Linked DNA regions of Mus musculus: regions 2, 3, 4, 5, 6 and 7 are each linked to region 1. The links are chromatin contacts, called in public HiChIP or PLAC-seq and promoter capture Hi-C maps. All regions are on one chromosome and are shown on one strand. Each heading gives the region's core, a stretch centred on a gene start, on an enhancer-like site or on the middle of the called end of the contact. The rest is flanking DNA. Distances are from core to core; before and after follow the strand shown.

The links. Promoter capture Hi-C pulls out the DNA fragments that hold promoters and counts their contacts. HiChIP or PLAC-seq counts read pairs in DNA pulled down with a chosen protein or histone mark. Capture Hi-C pulls out chosen DNA fragments and counts their contacts.
Region 2: a contact with region 1 is called in a promoter capture Hi-C map of pre-B cells, with 2.0 times the contacts expected there. The contact joins the promoter of Trub1 here to the promoter of Pdzd8 in region 1. A contact is called at or near these places in 2 of 39 promoter capture datasets (liver and pre-B cells).
Region 3: a contact with region 1 is called in a promoter capture Hi-C map of embryonic stem cells, with 3 times the contacts expected there. The contact joins the promoter of Zfp950 here to the promoter of Pdzd8 in region 1. A contact is called at or near these places in 1 of 39 promoter capture datasets (embryonic stem cells) and 1 of 115 datasets of contacts at active chromatin or transcription factors (pro-B cells).
Region 4: a promoter capture Hi-C map of pre-B cells shows a contact between it and region 1, with 2.5 times the contacts expected there. The contact joins the promoter of Atrnl1 here to the promoter of Pdzd8 in region 1. A contact is called at or near these places in 1 of 39 promoter capture datasets (pre-B cells), 1 of 484 Hi-C or Micro-C datasets (embryonic stem cells) and 1 of 115 datasets of contacts at active chromatin or transcription factors (microglia).
Region 5: a promoter capture Hi-C map of embryonic stem cells shows a contact between it and region 1, with 5 times the contacts expected there. The contact joins the promoter of Prdx3 here to the promoter of Pdzd8 in region 1. A contact is called at or near these places in 5 of 39 promoter capture datasets (the 3T3-L1 cell line, cranial neural crest, embryonic stem cells and 2 more), 1 of 484 Hi-C or Micro-C datasets (CD8 T cells) and 3 of 115 datasets of contacts at active chromatin or transcription factors (embryonic stem cells and thymic regulatory T cells).
Region 6: a promoter capture Hi-C map of adipose tissue shows a contact between it and region 1, with 2.5 times the contacts expected there. The contact joins the promoter of Dennd10 here to the promoter of Pdzd8 in region 1. A contact is called at or near these places in 2 of 39 promoter capture datasets (erythroid cells and pre-B cells), 1 of 115 datasets of contacts at active chromatin or transcription factors (large pre-B cells) and 1 of 9 other capture datasets (adipose tissue).
Region 7: a contact with region 1 is called in an H3K27ac HiChIP or PLAC-seq map of extraembryonic endoderm stem cells, with 15 times the contacts expected there. The contact joins the promoter of Eif3a here to the promoter of Pdzd8 in region 1. A contact is called at or near these places in 10 of 39 promoter capture datasets (the 3T3-L1 cell line, 3T3-L1-derived adipocytes, the C10 cell line and 7 more), 3 of 484 Hi-C or Micro-C datasets (CD4 T cells, erythroblasts and pre-B cells), 7 of 115 datasets of contacts at active chromatin or transcription factors (T-cell acute lymphoblastic leukemia, acute myeloid leukemia, embryonic stem cells and 4 more) and 1 of 9 other capture datasets (adipose tissue).

What each region holds. Positions count from the first base shown.
Region 1 is chr19:59,343,708-59,347,741 of GRCm38.p6, reverse strand. Pdzd8 (PDZ domain containing 8) reads left to right here and starts at 1,962. Exons shown (of 5, transcript NM_001033222.3): 1 at 1,962-3,023. The coding sequence starts at 2,155.
Region 2 is chr19:57,451,218-57,455,251 of GRCm38.p6, reverse strand. It overlaps Trub1 (TruB pseudouridine (psi) synthase family member 1), which reads right to left and starts at 2,346. Exons shown (of 8, transcript NM_028115.3): 1 at 2,056-2,346. The coding sequence starts at 2,305.
Region 3 is chr19:61,139,147-61,143,180 of GRCm38.p6, reverse strand. Zfp950 (zinc finger protein 950) reads left to right here and starts at 2,341. Exons shown (of 3, transcript NM_001001737.2): 1 at 2,341-2,476. The coding sequence starts at 2,474.
Region 4 is chr19:57,609,152-57,613,185 of GRCm38.p6, reverse strand. Atrnl1 (attractin like 1) reads right to left here and starts at 2,152. Exons shown (of 29, transcript NM_181415.4): 1 at 1,543-2,152. The coding sequence starts at 1,832.
Region 5 is chr19:60,872,818-60,876,851 of GRCm38.p6, reverse strand. Prdx3 (peroxiredoxin 3) reads left to right here and starts at 2,314. Exons shown (of 7, transcript NM_007452.2): 1 at 2,314-2,420; 2 at 3,589-3,724. The coding sequence starts at 2,385.
Region 6 is chr19:60,809,624-60,813,657 of GRCm38.p6, reverse strand. Dennd10 (DENN domain containing 10) reads right to left here and starts at 2,103. Exons shown (of 9, transcript NM_026437.4): 1 at 1,985-2,103. The coding sequence starts at 2,039.
Region 7 is chr19:60,788,417-60,792,450 of GRCm38.p6, reverse strand. Eif3a (eukaryotic translation initiation factor 3, subunit A) reads left to right here and starts at 1,758. Exons shown (of 22, transcript NM_010123.3): 1 at 1,758-1,982. The coding sequence starts at 1,934.

The sequences.
Region 1 (4,034 bases), core at 713-3,212:
TCTAAACTTGTTTCTGCTTTGCCCTGAGTTTTGCTACTGTATTATTTTTCTAAGTTTGTGACAAAGACCAGATATAAGCAAACTAAAAGGAGGATTGATTTTTAGCTTATGGTTTCAGAGGTGTCAATCCATCAAGTCAGGGAGGGCGTGGCAAAGCAGAGGTAAGCTCAATCCCTCCCAACCAACAGAAATCCAGAAGAGTGTAGGAAGAGGCTGGGACCTATCCCCAAGGACACTGCCCTACTGACCCGCTTCTTCCAGCCAGGTCCTCCCTCCCTGCTTTCACAACCTTCCAATAATGCCATCATCATATTATGAACCCATAAAACATCCATTCCTTAAGCCAGTCCTCAGGCCCTAAATCATTTGGGCAAATGCCCTCAAAGACACTCCCAGACACACATTTAGGCCTCCCTAGGTGTTTCTCAGTCAATCTGGTTGATAAGATTTCATTACATTATCAATTTGCTTCCAAAGTTCTATACTTGGCTCAGCTGGGTCAGAACTCTGGTTTAAGGCTCCAATCACCCAGTCAAGACTAGAAAGGATCCCTGTACTGATGTCTCAAGAGCCAGCCTGAATCCACGAGGGTTTTAGTAGCGGAATACCTGACCTCCCTAGGACTAGACAAGTTGTGTCGGTGAGGACAGATAAAAACTGTGATGTAACAACTGAGTAGTCAGAAAGCACCAGAGGAAACACCGTTGCCAGGGAACACAAAGGCTTCTGGCTCTATTGGTACCCTCTGCAAAATCTTCCACTTTTCCCAGTCTCTGCATCTCCAACTCTCCTTTATGGAGCAACTGGGACCTGATCCCTGATCGGCTTTTTAAATTTTTATTATTTTTTATTTTCAAAACCAAAAAGCTAAGCTGAGCGGTGGCGGCATACGCCTTTAATCTCAGCACTTGGGAGGCAGAGGCAGGTGGATTTCTGAGTTCGAGGCCAGCATGGTCTACACAGTGAATTCCAGGACAGCCAGGGCTACACAGAGAAACCCTGTCTCGAAAAACAAACAAACAAACAACCCCCCCCCCCAAAAAAAACCTCCAGCATCCTCCGTGTTATTATGCCAAGTAGAAACCAAGGACTTAGGATCCCACGATGTGACCCCTAAGCAATTTCTTTACTATGCCACGGGTACCACGGGTTATTCTGTGAAATTGGTAGGCACTAAAAGTAATGGCCTGAGGGATGGACTCCGGATAATGCCCTCAGAGAGGAAAGAAGGGAGGAGGGGGGCGTGAACAATCTGAATGGAGTCGCTAAGACACCTTCCAATATGCTGGCAAATTCACTCAGCTCACCCACTCCTCCCAGACCTCAAATAAACTTCTTTCTCACTTAAATTGAAATCCCCAAGGTAGGAAAGTTAGTCCCCTTCTCGCGGTTCCGCTTGGTCCCTTCTCGGGGCCCATTCTCTGCGGATGCAGGTCTGCCGGTCTGTGCGGGCTAGCGATGGCAATCCCTGATGCAGTCTGTCCTCTGGCCGGCTCGGGCAGTGTCCCAACCGCCTGTGCTCAGGCTCTCTGCGGCGCTGCCCTGCAGGGGAGGCAGCAACACACTGAGGGATGCTGGGCGGTCGCCACAGAGGTATCCGGCAGGACCCACGGCCGCCGCGGGGGATGGGCGCGGAATAACGGACGGCCGCGCCGGGCCCCGTCAGCCCGACTTATCCAGGTCTCCTTCCGTTATCTCGCGCCCTCCGGAGACGACGGACGCACGGATCGCCGCGCCGCCGGCGGCAGGAATGCAGGGGCGTGGGGGGAGCGGCGCTGGAAGCGCGCCGAGAGGTGGGAAAGGACCCGCGTCCAAGCGCGCCGGGGCGCCCGGCGCCGGGGGCGCGCACGCTCTGACGTCACGCGCCGCTCGCCCAATGAGCGCAGGCTCTGTGGGGAGGCGCCGTTCCCGCCCTCGCCCGCCGCCGGTCCGCCGCTCGGGCCGCCCCCGGGGGAGCGTCTGAGGAGGCGCGGGGCCGCGGCGGGCTAAGGCGCCGCCAGGCAGCGTCGGACTGCGGACGCTCGGTTCGGGCCCAGGGAGCCGCTCATCCGCGACCGATGTCCTCAAGATGGAGGCGGCGGGGGCGACGGCGTGAGGAGGAGGGCGGCGCGGAGAGCGCGGGAGCAGGCCGAGGGTTGCGGCGGGGGCGGCGGGATGGGGCTGCTGCTCCTGATCCTGGCGTCGGCCGTGCTGGGCTCGTTCCTCACGCTGCTCGCACAGTTCCTGCTACTCTACCGCAGACAGCCCGAGCCGCGGGCGGACGAAGCGGCCCGCGCGGGCGACGGCTTCCGCTACCTTAAGCCGGTGCCGGGCCTGCCCCTCAGGGAGTACCTTTATGGCGGCGGCGCCGAGGAGCTCGCTGCTTGCTCCTCCGAGGCCGGCGCCAGCTCGACCCCGACCCCCGACAGCCCGGCCCCGCCGACGCTGGAGACCTGCTACTTCCTCAACGCCACCATCCTGTTCCTGTTCCGGGAGCTGCGGGACACCGCGCTCGCCCGCCGCTGGGTCACCAAGAAGATCAAGGTGGAGTTCGAGGAGCTGCTGCAGACCAAGACGGCCGGCCGCCTGCTGGAGGGGCTGAGTCTGCGCGACGTGTTCCTGGGCGACACGGTGCCCTTCATCAAGACCATCCGGCTGGTGCGGCCCGTGGTGGCCTCGGGCACCGGCGAGCCCGACGACCCCGACGGGGACGCGCTGCCCGCCACCTGCCCGGAGGAGCTGGCCTTTGAAGCGGAGGTGGAGTACAACGGCGGTTTCCACCTGGCCATCGACGTGGACCTGGTGTTTGGCAAGTCCGCCTACCTGTTCGTGAAGCTGTCTCGCGTGGTGGGGAGGCTGCGCTTCGTCCTCACCCGCGTGCCCTTCACCCACTGGTTCTTCTCCTTCGTGGAGGACCCGCTGATTGACTTCGAGGTGCGCTCCCAGTTCGAGGGGCGGCCCATGCCCCAGCTCACCTCCATCATCGTCAACCAGCTCAAGAAGATCATCAAGCGCAAGCACACCCTGCCCAGTTACAAGATCAGGTGAGAGGAGGGTCAGGGGAGCCGAGGCTACCCGGGGGAGGTTAGCCAGGGAAGGGCCAAGGCAGATTCCCAGCACGACCCTGGCCTGCAGTTTGCTTCCACCTGGACTGAGGCCCCCAAGCAAAGAAAGGCGGGTAGTGGGCACTTCCCGTGCTGCCAAGGCAGCACAGGGAGCTGGAGGCCTGAGCGCCTTGTCCCTGGCCAGTCAGTGAGTGCCTCTCCTGGGTCTGTTGAGACACACTTGTGTGTGGTTGTTGCAACCGGAAGGCAGCGGCTGTGTCTGCCTTTGCAGCATCTCCTGCACCACGTGGAAAAGTTGTTCCTGGGCACATTGCAGACCTGAAGGGCGTGCTCACATCCCGGGTGTTTCTGTGTGGCACGGGCCTTGGCAGCTCTCCGGGCAGAGGCACGGGTTGTTGTAGAGGGATGTGATTTGGAGGAGTTGAGTCCGGTGCCAGGTGGTCTTCTCTGTGAATTTGGGGTAACTGTCATCTGCCCTTGGGAAGTAGGCTCCTCACCACAAACAGACCCAGACTTCTCAGGTGTCTACTCCCGGTGGCTGTTCCTTAACCCAATACTCCAAGTCACCTTGTGGGTAATATTTTAAAGACAGTGATTTGAAGTTTTTTAAAGTTCCTCTGTATCTGGCTTTATGTGATGCACTTCTGATTAGTTAATGCATGAGTTTTCTTTTGATGAATTGGAAGTGGAAGGGGAAATGAGTATTTGGAGGATTAGAGGTTTCATAGGTGGGACTTGGAAGGCTTGGTGCAGTAGAAAGGCTCCTGTTTCTTTTAAAACGACCAAATCTTCAACTTCTCTTTCTATCCTCCTTTAACTTTGTGTTCAGTACATAGAACATTTTAGGTTTTGTTGTTTAATCTGAAATATGAGTCTAGTATTGCCTTACATTACTACTGCTCTTTAGTGGAGATTGAAGACCCCAAAGTCTGTGGCACAATATAATGCAGGAGTAGTGTAGATTTGGGATGGATTTTTGCTTTGTGGAGC
Region 2 (4,034 bases), core at 1,097-3,596, 1.9 Mb after region 1:
AAACCAGCCTAGTGACAGCCTTGAAGCAATCAGTCCCAACAAAGTGCAACCAAGAAACTTCAGCGTTTTGATGCTATGAAAAGCTTCTTTAAGAACCGTAATCTTTGGTACAAAAAGCCAGTTTACTAACAAATCAGGACAAACGAAAGCAACATATCTGTGAAAGAAAAAAACAACAAACAAACAAATACCCCATCACAATGATTCCTTTTGATGCAAGTCCTCAGTTCAATGTCCCCTAAAATCCGATGCGCTAGTGTCATTAACGCTGTAATAAAATACCCTCAAAAGGTAACTCACGAGAGTCTATTTTAGCTCAGAATTCCAGCTTACTCTCTACCACATCCACAGTCAGGATGAGATGAGAACGAAGGCTCACACACTTGTGTCCAGCTCCAGTTCTCACACAGTTCAAATGCCCTGTCTAGGGGAGGGTGCCACCCACAGCAGGCCGCGTCTTCCTCTCTCAATGAGCTTAATTAAAACAATCCCTCACAGACATGGCCACAAGCCAACCCAATATAGATGTTCCCTATCCCTTACTGAAACTGGGAATTCTAGATGATATTGGGGTGGCAATCAAAGTTAGCCACCACACTTAACGATGAGCACAAATGAGCAAGTATAACACCATTGTTTAGCATCCGGAAGAATGTGTGTATCTGTTCAATAAACATTTAAATTAGCAAAGTTTTTATCAGAATAGTTTGGCTCCTGGCTAAAAGAGAAAATTTAAATCAGAATGGAGGTGCCCATCTGTAAGTCTCACATTCAGGAGCTCAGGCAGGAGGATCACTGAGTTGAGCTCAAGGCAAACCTATCTCAAAACAAACAAACAAAACTAGATTAAGTCTTCCAGGTGACACTGAGCACTGTGAGAGGTTTCTCTGTACCTGTAACAAGACAAGCTAAGCTGAAGCTCTGGAGAATCTGGAACTGCAGAGATCACAAGACTGTAAGCCGACTTAAGGGAAGAGGCGGCCACTGTTCATCCTATGTCCCTATAGGATTCCACAGATGCAGCTTAACATGAGAATCCAGTAAAAGAAAGGCTCCGTGGGGACTGTTCACAGGGTAAAGTGCTCGCCAAGCAATAGTGAGGACCAGAGCTTGGATCTCCAGCACCCCTATAAACACGAGGGTGACACTGAATGCTACCCTGATTCCTAGCCAGTTGTCCCTAAAACAAGCTGAGTAGGCAGACTTGCCTAATTGGCAGGATCTAGGTTCAAGTGAGGTACTCTGGCTCAATACACAAGATGGAAAGCCATGTCTGAAGATGGCCAACATCACCTCTCACCTACAAACACACACTCACACTGCATACACATTCACACGCAAAACAAAACTAAAGGGTTTTGGCTTTTTAATGCTCCTGTTATAAATGATCAAGAGGAAGAATGGTTAGAAAAATGGCCATCTTCTATTTTAATGTTCCTCAAAAAATACTACATTAAAAAAAGAAGAAGAAAGAAAGCACAATCTGAAGCAATAGAGCACAATTTCCAAAATAATCCCAGATCTTCAGACTTTCAGGGTCTGCAAGTGTGGGGATCAGGAACCTGCATTTGTATAGAAGACGAATCACCGTGCCCACTAAAAGGTGAAAGTGGTGTCCTTTCTAAATCCTAGCTAACTCAGCCTATGTGCTTTTCAAATAAACTTTTAAGTTTGCAACTTAGGGGTAGAGAGCCTGCATTTCCTCTGGTGGTACTCATTCGCAAGAGTTAAACAAAAACCCTGGGAGGGATCAAACTACAGAAAACTGGGCTGCAGCCACCAGGGTGAAAACCTGTATATGCAGACTGGTCCCCCAACTCTACACGTACTTCCCGTGAGAAGCTCAAAGGGCCACTGTTGAAAGAGTGTGCACTTGGGTAAGTCCAAGCCTAAGATGCCCTGGGTTTTCGTCCAGAGTTAATTCGGTGGTCACTCTTTCTATCTTGAGCCACAGACGCACAAAGTAAGTCAGTAAGTAAAAGAAGAAAGACTAGAGATAAAAATCCCAGTGTGGTGGAGAACTCCTCAGCCTGGTCCCTACCCGGGCGGCAGTACCTGCCAGCAGCTTCTCCTTCAGCCGGTTCAGCAGCTCGGCTGAAGTGGGCCCTTTGGGCTTGTGCACGGCGAACACGCCGCTCAGCGACATGAGCTTAGCAGCCAGGGCGGCCTTGGAGGCCGGGGCTTGCGATTCAGTCCTGGCCGCTTCCGCCACCGATGCTGCTACAGAGGCCTCGGCTGTTCCTGAAGTGTCAGGAGCTGTGTCCACAATCAGAGGTGAAACCACCTCTGCCTCTGCAGCTGCCATGCTTTCACGGCCTGGGCCAAGAGGCGAGCAGAGATGACACCGATGTGTTGCAAGGCCTTCTGGGAATTGTAGTCCATAGGCTCGGTATAGGCCAATGGCTTGCTCTGGCATCTCGGAGTTCTGCTGGAACCTTTAATATCTCTGTTACCAAATGCTCTTAGTCGTGAAGAGGTACATTGGAGTTGCCGCTGTAAACTATCCAACGCAAACACCTAATTTGTGTATTTGAGGTAGAGTCACTTCCTTTCTGTACCGCCCCCCCATAACCTGCATGTGTGTGTGTGTGTGTGTGTGTGTGTATGAATTTTGAATTTTTGACTGCAGTTTTTGACAGTTCTAAAAAAAATGTTAATGTTCTTTTGGAGTTTCTATTCCTTTATAGGAATCAAAAACTATATATGGTTGATCCATTCGTGGTGGTGCATGAAGGGCTCTCTAACAGGCATGGCAAACATGGCACCAACAGGCTTTACTCTTCTTCCCCTTTTCCTTCTCCCCTGCTAAACTGTAGGTTACATTCCTAAAGCTAGCCCCAAGGTCCATTCAGTTATTTGGCCACTGTCTCATTCCTGAGACAAAACATCAAGGACCAACAATCAAAATTCATTGTTTGACTAATGTGTCCGATCAGGATTTACCAACTCACTCTAGCATAAATTCCCCCTAGCCCCCTACAGTGAATGCCTTTAATCCCAGCATTTAGAAGTCAGAGGCAGGTGGATTTCTGTGAGTTCCGGGCCACCCAGGGTAACATACTGAGACCTTATCTCAACAAACAAACAAGTAAAACCCAAAACAACAAAAACGCCTATGGTTTAAATTAATATTTAAACTCTTTGCAGACCTCGCATTAGGCTGTCCCTCTAAGAGAGGAAAAAAAAATCCTTTTACTTCTTCCCCAAATGCATTAAATGGAAGTGTGGTTATTATGGGATAGCCACTTTGTCTTCTTTGTTTCCCCACATTGCCTTACAGCCATTCTTTCTCATAGTGCTCTGCCAGGCTAACATTCTTCCCTAATGATGCCTCATTGCCTAATGATCCCAGTCAGGGGATGCCAGTTACACGTCTACCATTCACGCAACAAATGTATGTCAGAGGAATCATTACAGATAGAGTATTCTGGGCATTAGAAAAATCAAGCTCTAATTTCCTAAAGTAGCCAACATCTTACACATTGGACAAGCCTTTAACTCACAGGTCATTTTATTTAATATTATATTTCAGACTGACTAAGACAGTCTGCCATCTCTCCTTCCCTCTCCCCCACCCCCACCATATCTCTTTTCTGCTACCCTCTAATCTATGTTCTCTGTTCTCTAACTGTGTGGTGATTTGGATAGGAATGGTCCCCACAGCCTCATAGATTTGAATGCTTTTTCATTAAGGGAGTGGTGCTACTTGACAAAGATTAGGAGCTATGGCCTTGTTGGACTAAGTGTGTCACTGGGGTGGGTTTGGAGGGGTTTCAAATGCTCAAGCCAGTCTCCTAGTCTTTCTCCCTCCTCTCCCTCTTCCCCTCCCCCTCTCCTCCTCTTCCCCTCTTCCTCTTCCTCTCCCCCTCTCCCTCCCTCTCCCTCTCTCCCCTCCTCCTCTTCCCCTCTCCCTCATCTCTCTCCTCTCCTCTCCTCTCCTCTCCTCTCCTCTCCTCTCCTCTCCCTTTCCCTCACTCTCCCTCTCCCCCTCCCCCTCTTCTCCTCTTCTCCTCTTCTCCTCTCCTCTCCTCTCC
Region 3 (4,034 bases), core at 1,092-3,591, 1.8 Mb before region 1:
TCAGAGAGATCCAACTGCCTCTGCTTCCGTACTGCTGGGATTAAAGATGTAGCCACATCACCTGGTTACAACAGGATTCTCTCTCTCTCTCTCTCTTTTTTTTTTGTTTCTTCAAGACATGGTTTCTCTGTGTAGACTTGTCTGTCCTGGAACTCACTCTGTAGCCCAGGCTGGCCTCGAACTCAGAAATCCTCCTGCCTCTGCCTCCCTAGTGCTGGGATGGGATTAAAGGCGTGCGCCACCACACCCAGCTTTACCTCAGGATTCTTAATTCTTTTGCTTACTTTACAGCCAAAACATGACTCAGTTGCAAATACTTACCTGATAATGACATACATTTTATCACTAGAATATATTTTATGCAGACAGGTACCATAAAATGCTGACATAAATCCATGAGCCTATGACTTTAATGAGGTACCCATTTCTTAGGGGACACTCACTGAAGCTCATCGGAATCTTTTCTTGGAATATGTTAACATTTCTAAACTAAAGCTCTTAGTTGTAATATTAAAAAGAATTTGAAAAGTATGGGTCTCTTTTTCCCTTGTCTTGAAGTCTGATGAATACAGACATCACTAGAACTTCGGTTCAAAAAATGTATTTACTACAACTTTCATGGAAGTAAAGGCATCTTTTCTTCTTTTAAACATGGCAGCATGAGACATGCACAAGAAGCTTGACAAACTGTGAATGAAATATTAGTTGTTATTAAATGGCTTCACAACTGTTTAAGTTTTGAAAGCAAGTGTTGATTTACCCTGTAATTATAGGATGGATTCATTAAGAAACATTATTGAGGGCTAGAGAAATGGGTCAGAGGTTAGGAGCACTGACTTCCCTTCCAGTGGTCCTGAGTTCAATTCCCAGAAACTACATGGTGGATTACAACCATCTGTAATGGGATCCAATGCCCTCTTCTGGTGTGTCTGAAGACAACTACAGTGTACTAAATGTGCATTAATAAATAAATAAATAAATAAATCTTAAATTTTTTTCTTTATAAAAAATTATCAAACCTATTCTCAAAGCTATTTTGTGTCTTATAATGGACTTAGTGCAGTTCTTTTTGTTCAGAAACACTGTACCCCTGAACTTTTTTTTTTTTTTAAACTGCACTAAAACTTTGCCATTGGTAAGCCACTGAGCTGATGTGCAGCAGGGCAGGGTAGAATATGATAGGGGTGAAAGGAATTTCCCCACTGCCCTCTGAAGGTTTGCTGGAATACAATGTCTAGGATAAATTAAATGGGAGAAAAGTGTGTGAATGCGTTATTGTCCTTAAGTACAGCCCAACGTGATTCAGAAAGTTTTTGGCCCCACTCTTTCTAGGAGAATTGAAGTACAGGAAATGTCAGAAAACAACATGCTGGGTTTTTCTCTTCTTCTTGTTGAGCTTTTTTATTTTGTTTTTATTATCAACCTTATACAAGTGGAGCTCATCTTCAAAGAGGACTTCTTTCCCACCCAAACCACCCCATGCAAAAGCAAGAGGTTTATTTTCCAGAGCATTGAGACGAGTTAATAAGAAGGCGACCCCAAATGGCCATTACAGTTTTTATACTTTTTAGGAGCACAGGTTACACCAGCAAGATTATACCTCAACCTTATTGGCTAAGCATATTGACCTTTAAACCTATTGGCTAGCAAGCATGACAGGTATTTGAACTCTACCTGGGACTTTCCCGAGGGTCAGGTAACTATCAGTCAGTTTTTTTCCACCTTCCCAAGGAGGAAGATGTGCTGGCTAACAATAGTGCTCCATAGTGTTTGTCATCTATTTCTTGCTTTTGTCCCCCAGCGTTGTCTCATACTTACCAGGTGAAAAATAGCTGCTGCAGTTTACCTAAACATCTTATTATCTTATTTCCTAAAATCTCTCTTTAATTGTTAATACCCTGGGCATCCTTCCACTTGAGGACCAGATTGAAAACTCTACTGCAAGTTGAGTAATGGGCTATGTAAAGGCTATTCCAGGAGGAAGAAGGAAGTGCCTCCGGAGTACTGAGGGGAGTTCAAGCAAGGGCTGAAGTGGCAAGGTAGTGAGTGCAGGATCTATTGCCACAAAGGGAGGAGCAGGTGGCTGAGCAGCGGAAACTGGAGTGGTGGTTCCTCCCGCGGGGCTGGGTGGGAAGACAGACAGGTAGGATATTGGAGGACAGGCACAAGTGCTACTGAAATGTACATCTCTGCACATCTGGAAAACCTTTTGCCCTGGACTGGAAGCCTGAACCGGGAACTTCTAAGTTGTGTACGTCAGCACGCTCTTACCCTAAGGGAGGTGCTCAAGTCACACAAGACTCACTGGCCAATCAGAGGCTTCAGATGGACCTGCCAGTCAGAAAAGGAGGAGGATTCATCCGGGTGTCGAGCAGCAAGTTCCGCTCTGAGACTGAGCAGTCTTGAAGGTTTCTGTGTGATGTACTCTGAACTCTGCTACTGGGTACTGTGAGGGACGCTCTGAAGTCGCGACATGGTGAGCACAGGGTCACTGCCCACAATGGGGAAGAGCAGGCTGCTGAGCCTCGGGAGCTGTTGTGGTGGGTCTTCCCTGGGGCTAGGTGGGAAGTGTCAGCCAGATGCGGCTACCTGTCAGGTCCCTTGTGGTCATAGTCATTCCCTGGATCCGGCGGTAGCCACTGAATAACTTCACTATGGGAGCTGTGACTGGGCAAAACTTTTAGAGTTGGGACTTGTGTGTAGAAACATCCTTGGCAGGATGCCAAACTCGGAGAGCCCTAGTTTCCCTTTTGTCTTCTACATTTAATATTTAGATGTAAGATCCATTTGGACTTAAGTTTGTGGAGGTTGTAAAAGGCATCTCATGCATTGGGTAGCAATCCAATATTAAGCTGAGATGTAGAAGAGTAGAATTGATGATGTAAAGGATCTACCAATGCTTAGGAGATAGTAGAATTTACTTCAGGGAGAACTGCTATAAACACTCCACAGATAAGTAGTGTGCTAACCAGACCTGTTAGAGATTAGGATACTAGGATACACATGTTTATTCACGAAGATTATCCAGAAATTTGGCTCTAGACCATAGCAAAGAAGACACCTCTTATTTACAACTAGCCACTAAGCCCATCCTCATATAAAAGAGCAGGCCTTTAGCAAACTGCTCAAGGAGGCATTACATGGTCACAACCAACATTAAAGCCTGGTGTGCCATAAAGACCCAGTTTTCTTCTTGAGAAAACCATAGTTCTGCCACACAGGCAAGACTACACCAGGTGACAACCATTTGAAAACAAAAAACATTGTTGTGTCAAGGGCTAGCTTAATCAAGCAAGGCTTTCCATGAGGCCCTCAGATATGGAGAAGGAAACCCAGGAACATGCTTTTCAGAGCCAGTAGCAGACTGAGGCCTGGACCTGGAGAGTTTTTCCTAAGGACCTGATGAATTGAGAATAAAATAGAGCTCCTCTAAAGCAAGGGATATGCTTGTGAGAACTGTTAGTGGTCTGGGGCTCTGGGAGGGGTTGCTTCACATCCTGAACCAACTCTTCCTACCACATGGGACTGTGGCTATCAGTCCTAAATCCACTGTCAGTAATGTTCTTGAGATACCCTGTGTCCTGCTTTGGACCGCTGTTTATTAGACACCTTCTGAGTTTGTCCCATTGTATGATAGTTGCTGCTGATTTCATAGAAGTCTACCATTTTTTTCCATTTCCCTTGTTAGTAGTATACAAGATGCTATTCTTAAGAAGCTTACTTAGCATAAGACATAGTTTGTGTGAGACCTCCCATACCTAGCTTTTATACTTTCTACCTTCTACTTTTCCTATCCTTTTCATCCTCAGGGATCTTCCACTTAGAACCTTGTTACTCAAGAATAATCTGCTGGTCGGTCAGTGGTGGTGCACACCTTTAATCCCAGCACTTGGGAGGCAGAGGCAGGCGAATTTCTGAGTGTGAGGCCAGCCTGGTCTACAGAGTGAGTTCCAGGACAGCCAGGGCTACACAGAGAAATCCTGGTATACTTAAATATTTATGTTAGTATCTTTGCTGTGTAAATCTCCCATTTA
Region 4 (4,034 bases), core at 903-3,402, 1.7 Mb after region 1:
CTCTGTAGAAAACCTGGACAAGTGAGTGTAGCTTTTTCCTTGTCCATTGCTCTCTCCCACAAGATATCCTCTTAACAAGTAAAAGGGCTGGCTGGCTAACACTATCACCGACAGGGGAACTAATGCTACTCAAGAGGCATCATAAAATCAGATCTTGCTTTCTCATTGTAAACTTTTTTAAACTTTTCAGTGGCACCTCTCTTTTTAAATTACTTTAAAGGTATCTGTAAAAGTTATGTATTCACTCCTAAAACTTTGAACTCTGGAAATACTTACTGCTCCAAACCAATTTTATGAAATTTCACCTAAGATTTCCCACCAAAACCAAAAACTAAAGAATAAAATCTACTTAAAATTTCAAAGTGTCATTTAAGACAAACATTTTTTTACACTTAATATGGGGTATTGCTCTAGCGAGCAACAGTAAAAATGTGGGAAAGAAAGTAAAGAAAACTATGCTGTGATTAAAACGCCAAGGAAACCACCCTGAAATAGATTAATAATGTCAGCCATATTCTTACCTTTGGCTCAAAGCCAGAGATACTTTACCTAGATTCTGCTTTCATCTCCACAACAAATACTAGCCATCTACATAGTATTATTTCACAACCACAATCAGCCGTAAACTTCATGTTAAATATCTAGGACAAGCTTTCTCGGTGACCGCTTTCCTGCAGTTTCTCAGAGAAACCCACTTCTCCGCCTTCCCAACGGCCACCCCACTTCTTTTTATAGAGGCAGAAATCTAATAAGCATCAGCCAATAGGGAGAAGTGTCTCTTCCCCAGAGATGCAGGCTCCTTAGCACCTTGCTTTTCAGCAAAACCAAACTGCTGTCCCCCATACACCTGTCAAAAGTCACACAAAGCCATGACTGTCCTGATAAACCCAACACCTCTAAATGCATATTCTGGAGTGAAGCTGGCTGGACTGGAATCACGACTCAGCATTTTCTGCATAACCTTGATCGAGTTAACTTAAATTGCTGCCTGGATTTCTCTCTGTAGGTTCTGGATAGAAGGCGTAAAATTCCAGTAAGTTATAGACTTATGGGGAAATGGGTGAGAGGACCAACCTAGAAACTTATAACAAGGTACAGATCGTAGTTTGCCCATTGTAAACCCTATTTACCACACTCGACGATTACTAAACCGAGGCGTGCTCTCTGACTAGAGGAACAGCACAGGGAAGGAGCTGGGCCACAACTTTAAACCCTGACGCCTCTGACTTCTCACAATGTTCATGGATTTTTCATGAGTTATTTCCTCCGTTTCTGATGGAAACAGATACTGTCCTAATTGGCGGAGTTTGGCACGAATTGGAGTGAGAACATTCTTTCTGCGCAGAGGATGACAAGCCGCTGAGGACATGCGGAAAGCACCGAGTCAGCCCGGGCTGGGCGCCTGCTGGAGCTCCCCGGGGCACCCGGAGGCTGGAGGGGCGCAGCGTAGGGCCCCCTCCCGGGGACCCCGAGGCCAGAGCGGGGCGGGGAGCTACGCTGGCGGGGCAGGGCTGAGGCTTGGGGTCCCACGGTAGCACTTACTTGAACCTGCCCTGGCAGTGCTGGCACTGGTCCCCAACCCAGCCCGGGTCGCACAGGCAGGTGGAGTTGACACAGCGACCGGAGAAGCAGGAGCCAGTCCTCTCGCAGGGCTTGGACTGGGACACCTGAGCATAGAGCGCCAGGTAGAGGAAGCCATAGCACAGCAGCCAGCTGTTCCCGTCCAGCAGCAGCCAGGAGGAGGCGCCCCCACCGCCCGCCGGCCGAGCCCTCCACAGCACCGGGGAGGCCGGCTGCGGGGCACCCGAGCGGGCCCGGACCCCCGGCTCCATCTTCCTCGGCGTCCCGGCTCGGCGGGGCTGCGCTCGCGGGAGCGCACGGGGATGCCGCTGAGCGGGGATCCCGGCCGCAGAGGACCTCGCCGCCGCCGCTGCTGTTCCTCGGCTCCTCAACGGCGCCGACCCCCGTCCCGCTGACCGGTCCGGAGCGGCGGATCCCAGGCGCGGCGGCCTCCGGTCGGCTGCCTCCAGTCACACTCGGGCATCGCCGCCCGCTCCCCTGACCTTGTCCTCGGCGAGCCGAACCCTGCAGCCACGGTAGCTCCGGGAGCGGAGCGAAGAGCCGGCGGCGCCCCGCGCTCCGGAGGGGACCCGAGGGGGAGGGGACCGGGCGGGAAGGGGGAGGGGACCCGCACGGCCCCGCCTCGCCCGCGCCCCGCGCCGAATGCCGAGGCTCGCCCGGGAGGGCGGGGCCGCGCGGGAGCCCCCGAGATGGGCGCGTCCAACAGGAGCACGCGGGGAGGGGAGGGCGGCTGTCGGTACCCGGCGGTACTCCTGCTAGCCTGAGATACCGCAGCAGCCTGCTTCCCTCCGTCCTCCAGACACAGTTGCTGTGGCCGCGGTCGCAGCCCAAACTGCGGAGAGACGTCCCCGCAGCCTTGTGCGTACGCACTCTCGTGGCCACTCCCCCCCCCTCGGTCCGGGCGCGGTGGTCTCGCCCGGCCCCTGACGGGGACCTGGGACTCCCCCGCGCGCCCACCCGGCCGGCGGGCACCGCTGGGAGTGCGTCCCCAGGTGTGGCCCGCGCCGCGGAGCCCACGGAGGAGAAACCCACTCCGACCTCGGGGCCTCGGCAGGAAGGCAACCTTGTACTCCGCGGGCTGCAAAAGTGAGGCGCCCGCCCCAGCGCTCCCCGAGTCTCCTGCACGTTTCTTCTTCTTCTTCTTTTTTTTTTTTTTCTTAAAAACTCCCAACTACACACAAAGAGCTGAGCATGTGCAGCCAGCAAAGTCTTAAAGGCACCGCGGTCTGACCACGTTATGGGGTGCAGGGACAGGGCGGAGTGGGGTGAGGGGCTGCATGGGGCGCGAAGCTGCTCCCGTGGGGCGACCTCAGCCGCGGCGGCTCTTTATCGCCCAATCGGGGCTCCTCATGCCCAACAAAGAACTGCTCCGAGAGCCACCCCTCCCGACGCTGCCTCGGAACCTCACCAAATCTTCTTTTCTCTTGTCTATGTTTCCTCCTTCGTCTGGGACACTATTCTCTCTTGAAAAATGTTGCGACATCGGGGCTTTTTTTTTTCCTTCAGAAAAGCAGAAGTGATTTCCAGAAAGGGCCCTTTCCCGTTTTCAGCGGCATCTATTTCTTCCTTGAGATGACTTTCCAAGATTTAATTGCATAAGCTGAGATATGTCTTCTACTTTTCTCTATACGGGCCTGTTAGCTGAACCCTTGAGAGGAAGCTGTGCACAAATTGCAGGCAAGCACCCTCGAGAGTTGTTGGAGCTCCACCAAGGAGCAGGCGGTACGAACAAGATTGTGAAACTCACCAGACATTTCTGACAGCTGGAGCAGAAAAGTTTTGGTTGTAACCACAGTCATAATATTATTGTTAAGATTCACTCCGAGTTTATTTTGGGAATAATGTACCCACGTCATCTCTTTTAATCTCCATCATCCCAATTCACAGAGAAAATCCTCTATTAACCCCATTTCGCAGATGAGGGAATAGCATGAGAAAGGCTGAGGTGCGTGTTGGTAGCAGAAACGGATCAAGTCCTCTAACTTGTGTGCGTTTTCAATGTTTATCAGCCCACTTCTGTTTGCAGCTGCTTTGTTCTCCTTTGGTGAATAAAACATAAGTGCTGGCTGGCTTGGTTTGCAAATACCTCAGCAATGACTTAAGAGGAAAACAAAAGTCCTGGAAAAAAAAAAAAAAAAAAAAGGCTCCTTCCCAAAAGAAGAAAGGCAGCTGATTCTCACTTGTACAAAAAAAAAAAAAAAAAAATCCATTTCCGGGACACAATAGTGTGAGCCATGTCCTGTAGAGCCTGAAATTTGGCCTGCCCCATACTTTCCCACCTTTTCCACATTCTGGTGTTCTTCAGAAAGAGGGGGGCAGAGTTAAGAGGATCTTGTTAGAGGCCACTCCTTTTCACTGCAGTGACAAAAAGAAAAAGGAAAAGGAAATCCAAACCCTTTAGGATCCTCTGTTGGTGGACAATCTCCTTGGCTTTTCCTTTCTTCTTCTCTTCC
Region 5 (4,034 bases), core at 1,065-3,564, 1.5 Mb before region 1:
GGTATCCTGACATCAGAGATTGGAATAGCCCCCCAAATACTTCTAAACAGGTCCACATACCCTTGTCCTTTTTACCACCTAACCCTTTTCAACCCTACCTTTGGATGGTGGGCTTGAAGCGTTTAAGAACCCTTATTAAAAGTAGTTGGGTTTTTTTTTTTTGGTTTTTGTTTTCATTTTTGTTTTTTGTCTTTTAATCTAAGCCCAGAGAAAACTCCTGGCCTGTCCTTGTCACATACCTTTTCCTTACTCTAGATACAGCAGTGAAACTTTTAAAACCCTCAATGTCCCCTGGCATGGTGGTTCTTTAATCCCAGCACCTGGGAGCAGAGTCAAGTAGATCTCTGTGAATTTGAACAAATAAACAAACAAACACCCTTGGTGTGATGGAAAATAGGAAGAATTAAATTGAGATCATTGTCTCATACAGTGGCAAGTAATTGATGCTGAGCCTGCTTTCAGCCACCACAAACACTAGCTGCTCAGCTGCATGGAGTTCTAGGTTCTGTACCTCTTGAAGATGTTTGTTTCTTAGAGATATAACCTACCATTATCTAATGTTCTATAATTCTCAGCTCCATTAATCACATGATGTTTTCACTACTCCAAAAGCAAATTCTACCTATATTTGTAATATGAGTAAGAGTACACTTGTAACCTCAGTACTAAGAAGAAGCAAGTAGGGGGCTGGTGAGATGGCTCAGTGGGTAAGAGCACCCGACTGCTCTTCCAAAGGTCAGGAGTTCAAATCCCAGCAACCACATGGTGGCTCACAACCATCCTTAACGAGATCTGACTCCCTCTTCTGGAGTGTCTGAGGACAGCTACAGTGTACTTACATATAACAAATAAATAATAATAAAATAAATCTTAAAAAAAAAAAAAAAGAAGAAGAAGCAAGTACAGGCAAGAAGGTGACCTGTGCTATCACACTTCAGAGTTTTGTTTTGTTTCAAGTGGATCTTAATCTGTAGCAAAGCCTGGCCTTGAACTCTTGGCTATCCTCCTGCCTCAGCCTCTCAAGTGCTGAAATTACAAGTATAAGCCATCAAGCTCAGCCTTCATCCTTTTTTATGTCTGAATTATATTCCATCACAGACTTGAACACCAAACACATACACTGGGTACCAGTTAAGTTCAAGGCAAGTGCTGTGAGGAACTTGTTGAGATGTCTCTTTAGGTATAAGGCTTTTTTTTTTTCTCCACAAGACAGGTACACTGTGTAGCAGCTAATGGTTCATGGACAGCTAGATTTATAATTTTTTTCTTTTATGAATATTTCTGATATAGTAGAGAGCAAAATAAATAAATAATAACATCAGATCTCAGTATGAGAAACTCAAAATGTTTTTAGGTTTCTTTCAATCATCTGACCTACAAATGAATGCCTCTGACCACCTTCTCTTTCTTTTCAACAAAACTCGGACTTTCAGCAAATAACTGTATCTAGCTGGAACTTTGCAGTATTTTGCACTAGTGTGTTTATTTTTAATTCCCTTCTATTTATACTGTTATAAGTAGAAGTTTAACTATTTCCTACTTAACATTTCTTTTCCCATAAGATTATTTGCACTTTAAAATGAGCTAGCATAAAGAAAATATTATTTAGATAATATGCAGATGTGAGAAACTATATTAGTAACAGAACAGTGCTTGGAAAATACCAGCTTAGACATGGCATTTAGTGTGGTTATCATGTGAATTTTATTCTGTGTTTGATGTGGTACTTCAAAACCGTGCCCTCCAATCATTACTTGGTATCTGCGTTAACAAATAAATTGATTTAAAATGTGTCCCAATTATCCCAATTTTGAGGAGAGGCCAAATGAACGCCCCCACACAATATCAAAGGTTTTCAAGCACACTAAACTCTGATGTCCCTAAGTCGCTTAGCTTATTAAAGAACTCAGATAACTAAGTTTGTTCCACTGAATGCAGAAGGCAGAAGATCCCACCTGAGATAGAAAGGGAACTGGATTCTTTCACAGACAGACACTTTCTACTACTCTAAATTAGCGAAACAAAATCAACAGGAAATGTCAATAAGTGTCTACTTCCTAAATTGAATTTGATCTTTATACGTCGGTACCATAAATAGGAATCCAAGCATTCAGGTATTCAGGAGGTCAAAGGGAAATTTCCCCCTGAGCTGGAAGGAGTGGTTCTACGGCTTCTCCCCTAAGTCACAACCACACACCCAGGTCCAGCCTCTTTGCATAAACCACACCCCTCCTCCACCCACTCCTCGTAAGCCCCGCCTCGCTGAGGCCCCGCCCTCATAGGGAAGCCCGGAGCAGAAGCCACGCCCCAGGCAGAAGCACACCCGGCGTGCTCCGGCTACTCCTCGGTATCTCCGCCTATCGTGCCTCTTGCGTGCTCTGAAGATGGCGGCAGCTGCGGGAAGGTTGCTCTGGTCCTCGGTGAGTGGCTGGCAGCTGGGCAGGCGCATGACACAACAGCGACTCTGGCCCGCACTTGTTTCCAGGACCGGATCGCGCACCCTTAGGTCTGCTGCCCACTAGCTCCTATGGGAGGGAGTTCTCAGCTCGGGGACCTCTAGGCCTCCTGCGGCTAGAAAGGCCCTAGCCCCTGCGCAGGACAGCCTTTACACTATCCCCGTGGGTGATGTGCTCTCCAACAAGTCCTTGTGCTTGATGGTCCCCTTGCTGTTTCTTCACTAAAGCACCCAGGCCTGACTTTTGAGGCCAGTATGCTGACTACTGTGTTCTAGGATCTGTCACCAAATATGACCTTGGCCAAGATACACGTGTGTGTGTGTGTGTGTGTGTGTGTGTGTGTGTGTGTGTGTGTGTGTGTGTGTGTGTGTGTGGTTTTTCGAGACGGGGTTTCTCAGTGTATCCCCTGGCTATCCTGAAACTCGCTCTGTAGTTCAGGCTAGTCTGGAATTCACAGAGATCCGACTGCCTCTGCCTCTGGAGTGCTGTCTGGCTTGACTTCACATTTCTGAACCTTAGTTTTTCCTACATCTCGACATGGCTGTGGGCTCATACTTAAGTCTGAGTATAAACAAAGTAACGGGAGTAAAAACAGTAACAGGAGCCTCTTTCTACTCCCACACTCAGGCTGGACTCTGCCTTGGTATCTGCTGTTCTCTAGTAGCAGCCTACTGTCTGTCCTCTTGCCAGCCATCCTCCTCTCCTTTCTCATCGCCGGGCTCAGCCCTTAATTTCCTGTCCCATGTTGGACATCAAAGTTGAGCAAACACTACTAACCTTGAGCTTGGGCCAAACACTCCCAGTGCATGAACTTCACCCTATTCCTTGACTGAGAGCCTGGAAGGGACTTTTTCTGAGAAAAACCTTGATGTGGCTACATGATGCAGCAGTTAGCTCCAGGTGGGGGAGGGTACAACTACTCAGCCTGGCCTAGCCTTCCTGAAATTTTGGAGATTTTTTATTCTTGAAGCTTTATTCTTATGATTTTCTTGTAGACTCAACCCATGCTCTTAATTTGATTTGGTATCTGTTTCGTTGGGAAAAGGGTCGTTAACAAAGGATGACAGCAGCAAGGCAGAATTCAGTCACCCTTTCGGAAAGCCTTCCTAATTGAAAGCATTTTTCTTTCCAGGTTGCTCGTCATGCAAGTGCTATTTCCCGGAGTATTTCTGCCTCAACAGTTCTTAGGCCTGTTGCTTCTAGAAGAACCTGTTTGACAGACATACTGTGGTCTGCCTCTGCCCAAGGAAAGTCAGCCTTTAGCACCAGTAAGTGTTACTGTGCTCTAGTCATATCCAGGTAAAAGGAAACCCTTATCAGCCACTCTGGACCCTGGCTATACTTGAGGCTTGTCCTTGGAGATTTTAAACATGGATATGAGAATAATGTAGAGATGGCTGGATCTAAAAGGAACTGTTAGGAACAGTGAGTCCTTGGCGGTGTCAAAATTTTAAAACTTACTTTTAAGAAAACAGAAAGAAAATGGAAGCCAGTGGTGGAGCCACATGCCTTTAATGTGAGCATTCAGGAGGCAGAGGCAGATCTCTGTGATTTAGAGGCCAGCCTGGCCTACAGATC
Region 6 (4,034 bases), core at 854-3,353, 1.5 Mb before region 1:
GCTCTACCACTATGCCAAACTTTTTTTTTTTTTTTTTTTGGTTTTTTTTTCGAGACAGGGTTTCTCTGTATAGCCCTGACTGTCCTGGAACTCACTTTGTAGACCAGGCTGGCCTCGAACTCAGAAATCCGCCTGCCTCTGCCTCCCTAGTGCTGGGATTAAAGGCGTGCGCCACCACGCCCAGCCGCCAAACTTTTATAATAACAATAAAAGCCATCTAATCGTATGCTTTTCTCACCAAAATAAATACCTCAATTTAAAAAAAAAAAAAAGGAAATAACTTGAGGGGCTGGCTCAGTTCCCAAAGTAGTTGATAACTTATAGATTTATGTCACCATACCTCTGATAACCCCATTACTTAGAAACAAATTTTTTTTTTTTTGAGACAGGATTTCCCTGTGTAGCCCTGGCTTTCCTGGCACTTTCCTGCATAGACCAGACTGGCCTTAAAACTCAGAGATCCACTTGTTACCTCCCAAGTACTGAAGCTAAATGCAGGCCACCACCACATACCTTAGAAATAAATATCCTTTAAAGTGCATGTAAGAATAAAATCTAAGGAAAATAAAAACTAAAGAGCTGTAAATATGTTGCAGGGTTTTTTTGTTTTTGTTTGTTTGTTTTGTTGGGAACGAGTTTTTCTGTGCAGCCCTGGCTGTCGTGGAACTCTGTAGACCTGACTTTGAACCTGCCTGCCTCTGGCTCCTGGGCGCTAAAATTAAAGGTGTGCATCAACCCCTGGCCATTTGTAAGTCATTTTTATCTTCACAGTTTAATTCAGTCTTAATTCTGAAGTGCTGACAGGTCCAAGATGCCTGAGGTACATAGGTTTTGTTTTCAAGCAATTTAAAAATCACATTAGATGCCGGGCGGTGGTGGCGCACGCCTTTAATCCCAGCAACTTGGGAGGCAGAGGCAGGAGGATTTCTGAGTTCGAGGCCAGCCTGGTCTACAAAGTGAGTTCCAGGACAGCCAGGGCTATACAGAGAAACCCTGTCTCGAAAAACCAAAAAAAGAAAAAAAAAAAGAAAAAGAAAAAAAGAAAAAAGAAGAAGAAATGAATACAAGAGGACTAGAGATAGCTCTGCGGTTAAGAGCACTAGCTGTTCTTTAAGAGGATTGGGTTCTATTTCCGGCACCTATATGAGCTCCAGGTCCAGAGGATCTGATGATCTCTTCTGACCTCCACTGGGAAACAAGGTGCACAAACATACAGTCAGGCAAACATTCACACCAAAAAAATTTAAATTTTACACAAAAAGAAAAAGCGAGTACAAGATAAAGACACTTCTTTGAGCTCCTGAAAAATAATAACAGCAGATCTTTGGTAAGCCTATGCAACACGATTGCACTCTGCCAGGAACAGTAGTGTCCTACTTGTATTAATTAGAACCTCAGGAGAGAGACTATTCAAAGGAATTCATAAAGGTTCATTCATTCGTGCCGCGCGTTGCTATCACCTACCACCTGCTTGGGCTGCCAACGGTCACGCACAGTTGGGACTATAAAAGATACCTATGAATTTCCTCCATATGAATTCCTATTAAGTAGCTGGGGTCCCATATGTGACCAAGAAGGAACTCCAGAGCCATCAGGATCAACTGACACGAAGTTCTCTACCGTGGGAGTAGGGGCTCGGGATGACCCTGCACGGGTTTCAACATCGGTTCTGCCAGTTCCTGGCATGTCCTGCCAATGGCACTCGGGGCTCCCTGGGTGTCACCCATACTCCCGGGGAGCCGCAAACAAACGCAGCCGGGCCCTAGCTCTCCAACCCATAGTCCCAAAGCAGGCGGTCAACGGGAGTATCGAGCCCCGCCCGCCCGCCCGCCCGCCCGCCCGCAGGCCCCACGTCAGCCCCGGCGGGAGGAGGCCGAAGTCCTCGGCCCAAGTCTAGCCTCTCCCTGGCGAAGCAGCCCGGGGGATCCCAGAACCCAGGCGGAGCTGCGGCATGGCCTGGCAGACAGAGAGCCTGCGTCCTCACCGATCAGCCCGACTCCGAGCATCAGCTGGGTGTCCATTGCCACAACCGCAGCCATCTTCCGCCGCTACCCTGGGCTCCGCACTGCAGGTCCCACCCCTCCTCTTGGCCACGCCCATAACAAGTCCCGTCCCTTCCGGCAGGGTGCAGCAGGCACTACAGGTGCCGCCCCAGGCTTCCCTCTCCTGGCCAAACTTCCTTCTTGCAGCCTTTCTACGCTTAGGTCCTTGTTCGTTTGTCTAGTACCTTAAAGATCTCCAGTGAAGTGTCCGTTCACTGATTACAAAGACAAATAATTGGAGACCTAATATGTGTTGCTGCTCTGGAGGGAAAGGGTCCCCTATAGAAATGTTAGTTTCCCCAATCCAAGTGTAACAGCACCGCTCTGGCAGGCGATGATGTCCCCAGCTTGATCTGCTCTGAGAGGTATCCTGGCAATCCTTTGGAGCCTCCAATCCTGGGAGCCAAAAAGCACAAAGTCACATCACACAACAAACCTCACGCAAGAGATTTAATTAGGGGGAGGAGGTGAATCCAGGAGGGGCAGCAGCCTCTATACAGCAGGAAACTGAGCAAAAGACAGGGTTTATACAGGGTTTTTTGGGAGACTGGGCTTTCCAGGGTGGATATTGGTAGGATTTCAAATCTTGAGTTTAGGACTAGCTCGGGGATTGGTGGGAATCCATTCCTTGGCCCTGTTCTTAGGCTAGGGGTCAAGTCAGGGTCAGCATTCTTTCCCAGACTCAACTTCCTAAAGTCATGACCTTGAAAGTCAGGATTTCAATACATTAGTTTAGAGGGTGTGGAGGTCAAGCATGTAACAGTTAAAATACAGAATTCATTTATAATAAGGATGCTCTAGGATGTTGCAGGACATTTGATCACACTGTGATCTCCAAGATTGTATTATTTACTAGAAAAAACAACAACAACAACAACAACAACCAAAACCTGTTTCTATTTGTGGTGTAGCTCAGCCCTTAACACACACATTTAATCTCTCTGGCTGGAATTCAGAAACACCCTTAGTAAACACTTTAAACCCAAACAAGGAAGGTTAGTTTGTAGAAGGAAGCTCCCATGTTTAAAAGTGATGTCTAGTTGAGTGGTAGACAAAGTGAAATCAAAGATTTGACAGAACAGGATATTCCCAACTCTCACAAGAAGAGAGAGGAAAAGGAAGCTACTTTAGGGGCAGTGGAGAGAGAAAGGAAGGGAGAATTTTTACTGGGACAGTTGTACAGAGATGTGTTGCAGAGAGAGAACAAGCTAGACACAGGTGAAAACAGACTGAGCCAAAAAATGAGAAGGAGCCAGAAGATTAGAACATACTGCCAAAGTTAGTATTAGGCCAAACAGAGCAATTCAGGAGAAGCCAGAATCTGTCAGCTTGTAGAGGAGTTTGAACTAGCTAGCCAGAATTCAGAAAGAACTAGAAAAGGTGAGCTTATTCAGCAGTAAGCCTCAGAGGCTGAAAACATTCTAGGCAGAGATAAGATTGTACAGAGGCTAGAAGCTTCCAGGACTAGGCCCAGATTAACAGACAGAGGCAGCAAACCACCGATAGTTACTACAGGCGAATAAAAGATACATTTACACTAGGATTTAATGTGAAAGATAACAGCATCACTGCAATTGCATTCTGATTTTGTGGCAGTTCATAATGATTTTCTGGAAACTGAGTTTAATTGTGTAAAAAAATATAATGAATGAAGCCTTTTGGAAAGAAGATTAACAGTGTCTACAGAAATAGAAAAGTGCAAACCATTAATTTATATTTTTGTTGTTGCTAAAATAGCTCTGTCTAATTGGCCCTAGCTAGCCTTGAACTCAAAATCCTTCCATCTGAAACTCCTAAATAGCAGGAATTTCAGACCTGTACCACAGCACTATGCTTCCAGCATGCTACTTTTAGGGAATATACCAAGCTGTCTTTGAGCAACAGGTCAGAGCTGAATTTCAAGGTCCATCATTCCACACACAGGATTTTAGGGATTGAAGAAAGCACCAAATGAATTAAGTCCTGAGGGAATGTGTATTTTGAAATGAGAAA
Region 7 (4,034 bases), core at 509-3,008, 1.4 Mb before region 1:
AGAATCAAACCTGGATTCTCTCTTCAGGAGCAAAAAGTGCTCTTAACTGCTAAGCCATTTCTTCAGCTTCTATTTTACTATTTTTTGTTATGATAATGGAGTCGAGAATGTGAGAAAGCCTTTTCTGATATTTAGGCCAAGTTTCTTTTTATTTTACTGCTTGAGTCTTTCTTTAGCCTATGAAGTAATTTTTATGTAATTAAAAACTGCATGAAAGAACTATTTGCTCTTTATGTTTGGCTTTTAAAATTTGACTTAACTATAATATACACAAAGAAACCCTTTGATCATGCCCATAAAACAGTTGGTAAAGCTTGTAAATACTGGATGCTCTTTTACACCAATCCTGTCCGGGTACTTGTTTTGGAAGGTGAAAGTTCATGATTTAGCATGGTCTAAGCATTCTGGAGGAAGAACTCTTGAAATGAACTTTAACATATTTTTTATTGTTTTTAGTGTGCCCTGTATCTTTGAGTGGGTATGTTCATGTGAATGCAAGTGTTGGGTAAGCCAGAGATGATAGATACTCCAAAACTAGAGTTATAGGTGGTTATGAGCAGTCTGATGTGGCTGAACTAGAGTGCTCTGCAAGATTAGTATCTCTTCAGACCTTTAAATAGCTTTAAAATATTTCTCATTAATTTGTTTTTCGAGAAAGGTTTTCCTCTGTGTAGCTTTGGTCTATAGAACTCCCTGTATAGACCAGGCTGGCCTGGAACTAACAGGGATCTGCCTGACTCTGCCTCCTGAGTGCTGGGATCAAAGGCCAAAGGCGTAGATTCTCACCACGCTCAGGTTTTATTTATTTTTTAAGGTTTCCTCATTCATTGACACAGTATCTCATTAACTCACATGTCCCATACTATTGTAAAATATGTAATAAACTTACAATAATTTATTCTTTTCTTCCTGAATTTTCTCTGAACCTTTGTGTGGTGCCAGGGATTATGGAGGCCCCTGTGTGTGCTAGAGGAGCGCTCAGCCACTGTACAGCCACAGCCCTGAACTCAAGTTAATTTCCTACCAAGAGCCTAATAATTCGACGCGGTTTAAATGGCTTTCAAGCTCTAAGCATAGTAATTAATCTGTGAACACTACATTTGTTAGGTAGCAATAAAAGACATGGCTTGCAATAAGCCATTTCTTCACCAACACATTTCTTATATTTGTTTGTGACGTGAGCTGTATGTAAAAATCGATGACACTCGCGTATTTTCAAATATACAAGCCAGGTTCCTGGGTCTTCTACTCCCCTTCTTTCGGGAATCCTTGGGACACTAACCCTAGGAGGATACCAAATAACTCTGTTTATTATTCGTTTGTTCCCTCCCCTTCCTTGTCAATCAAGTGACTGGTGACCTATTTTTCAGGGATGAACACCACTGGCCAGCGATACGGGGTCAGCACTTCCGTTCAGTATTTTCAACCTTTCCAGGAGAGGTCCCGGCAGAGGCGATGCGACCCTAACGCGGCCTGCTTCCGCGCACGTCATTTTGGCTATGACTGTGTAGACACTGCCTTTTCTCGTCGCAGATCAGACCGCAAATTTCCCTTTCCCACTCTGTGTCCGCGGGGGGCAGAGGTGGTCGGAGAAAACGGTCCCGAAGGTTCCCTCCCGCAACCAAAGAACACCACAGCTCGCGCTGCTCGGCACCCAGCGCCACGTCAGCCCGCGCTCGAGACGCCAGCGCGCCTGCGCGCGGAGAAAGGCGGAACATGCGCAAAGGCCTGCCTCCTACATCCGGGGCTCGGGCGGCGGCGCTGCCGCCGCGAGGGAATCACGTGGTTCCTTCCTTTCCGTCTCTGGCCGGCTGGGCGCGGGCATCTGCTGGCGAGGCGCGTGGAAGCTCGCGCTAGTTCCCCTCCGCCTTCTCTCCCGGTCCAGGCCACTAGGGAGTTCGCTGACGCCGGGTGAACTGAGCGTACCGTCAAGATGCCGGCCTATTTCCAGAGGCCGGAAAATGCCCTCAAGCGCGCCAACGGTGAGTAAGGCAGCGGGTCGCGCCGCGCAGGGCCGGCCCGAGGCCTGGGAGTTTCGAGGGCCTCCGCCTGCTGCCCGCAGCCCGGGCTGTGGAGGCCAGTGGTCACGGCCGCCGCCACCGGGCCGCGTCTGCGCACGGCCTCCCTACTCAAGCGGGCCGCGGCGGAAGGCGCGGATCAGGAACCGTCGCTCTGGTGTGTGTTGAGTGGCTGCCGCCCGAGGCTTGCGTCGCAGGGCCACGGCCCAGCGGGTCAGGACTCTCGGGTCTTGCGATTCTTCGCTACGATCGGCCTTCTGCTGGCTTTTCAAACCCGCGGGCTGCTTGGGAAGCCCCGCGCTCCCTGCCGCCATCTGGGAGTGCCGGGAGGAGGAAACATGGCTCCCTCCCGGGGACAATGCACGCGAGAACCTCCGCTCCACCTCCCGCCGGGGTCGGGAGCCGGCTAGTCTACCTTCACTCCACCTCTCGGGCACGTCTGGTTCCTGATCCCACGCGGAGGCCTTCTGGGTCAGGGTCTACTTCCCTCACTACTAGTTTGCACTTCAGGCCTCTGCTCCATTAACTTGTTTCCTGTGGTGTCCTCCCCCCCACCCCCCGAAATGATGAGGGTCATTTCGAAAGTATTTCGAATCCAGTAAAGTTAGTATTCTTTAGGGATTTAAAAATGATCTACCCAGACAAGCCCTAGAAAGAGTGATTTCCCCAAGGTCACTTGGGAGTGTCAGAAAACTAAGACCAAGGTCTCTTGATATCCAGATCAGCTTTTTGTTTTTTGTTTTTTTGTTTTTCCTCCACCGCAGAGCCACTGAGTGCTATTTCTATTTCCATACGTGTGCTTAATTAAGCCTAGTGCTTGCAGGAAAGACTTGCCCGGATCTCTGACATTGTGTCGTGGAAAACTCGTGTGCGCATATCTGATCTGACCTTTAAAAATTGCTTTTTATTTTTTAAAATAAAACCTGATAATTCAGTATTTGTGCCCTTTTCAACCCTTCCAGTCCAAACTGGAAAAATAAACCATGTATGTTGCAGGTTTTTGTTTGGCAAGCTTGTTAGAAGTGGAAGTTACATTTTGTGAAAAGGCCATTTGACTCAAAACTTATAATAAAAGAATACTGCTGATAATTTTCAGGAATGAAGATGTGTTGGTTACATACATTAATATTTTTTGTGGTTAGGAAGCAGTCTGGAGTAGAATAATAATGCACTGTGGGTCACCCAATACCTCTAGTACTAATCTATTATTGAAAATAGAACTAGCTAATTTAGGACTTTTAATGTTTTGAAACTTAGAATTGCATTGTGCTGTAGAAAATGGAATTGGATAGACTTACTAGGTATAGCTATTAATATATGTTTAAGTTGTAACATTTAGCAGCAGTTACCATAGTAGTCTAGTTAAAGCACTACAGTCTTTGGCCTACATACATACATAGTAACATGCTGACCTTATCTTTCTCCTGTTTGGAATCTTCATGTGAACTTGGTTAATATTACAATAAAGTTTTAAAGTAGAAAGGTTACATAATGTGTTCTAAATTTCTTTTCACAGTTTCTAAGTTGACTTGATTAATGATGAGTAAGCTGGGGAGAGTGTTAGCAAAGTAGACTAGGACTTTGTGGTACTGTGTGGCTAACTTGGGTCTTGGTGCATTTTCCCTAAGGCCCGTATTGACTTCTTGCTGCAGCCCCATTACAGTTTCCCAAGTAGCAAGTAGTGATGCCTTAGCTTCCCAGGGATTTGACAGGAGCAGATTGTCTATCACACGTGCGGCACTGTTTGTAGAACAAGTAGATGATAAAATGGGTTTTCACTTTTAAGAAAGGTTTACCTAAATGTTTTATCTGTAGCATTTTGTAGCCCCAGGGATATTTAGAGCTAATCTAGTGCATTATTTTAATAAATAAAATAGACCTTCAAGCCATTCTAATTGGTAATTTTGGGGTGGAAAAGTGTCAAAGCCTTTTACACTCAAACTCTACAACTCCTGCCTTAAAAGGTAAAACTGTTATGAAACCCCACAACTGAGTAGTAACGATATAGGTTGGATA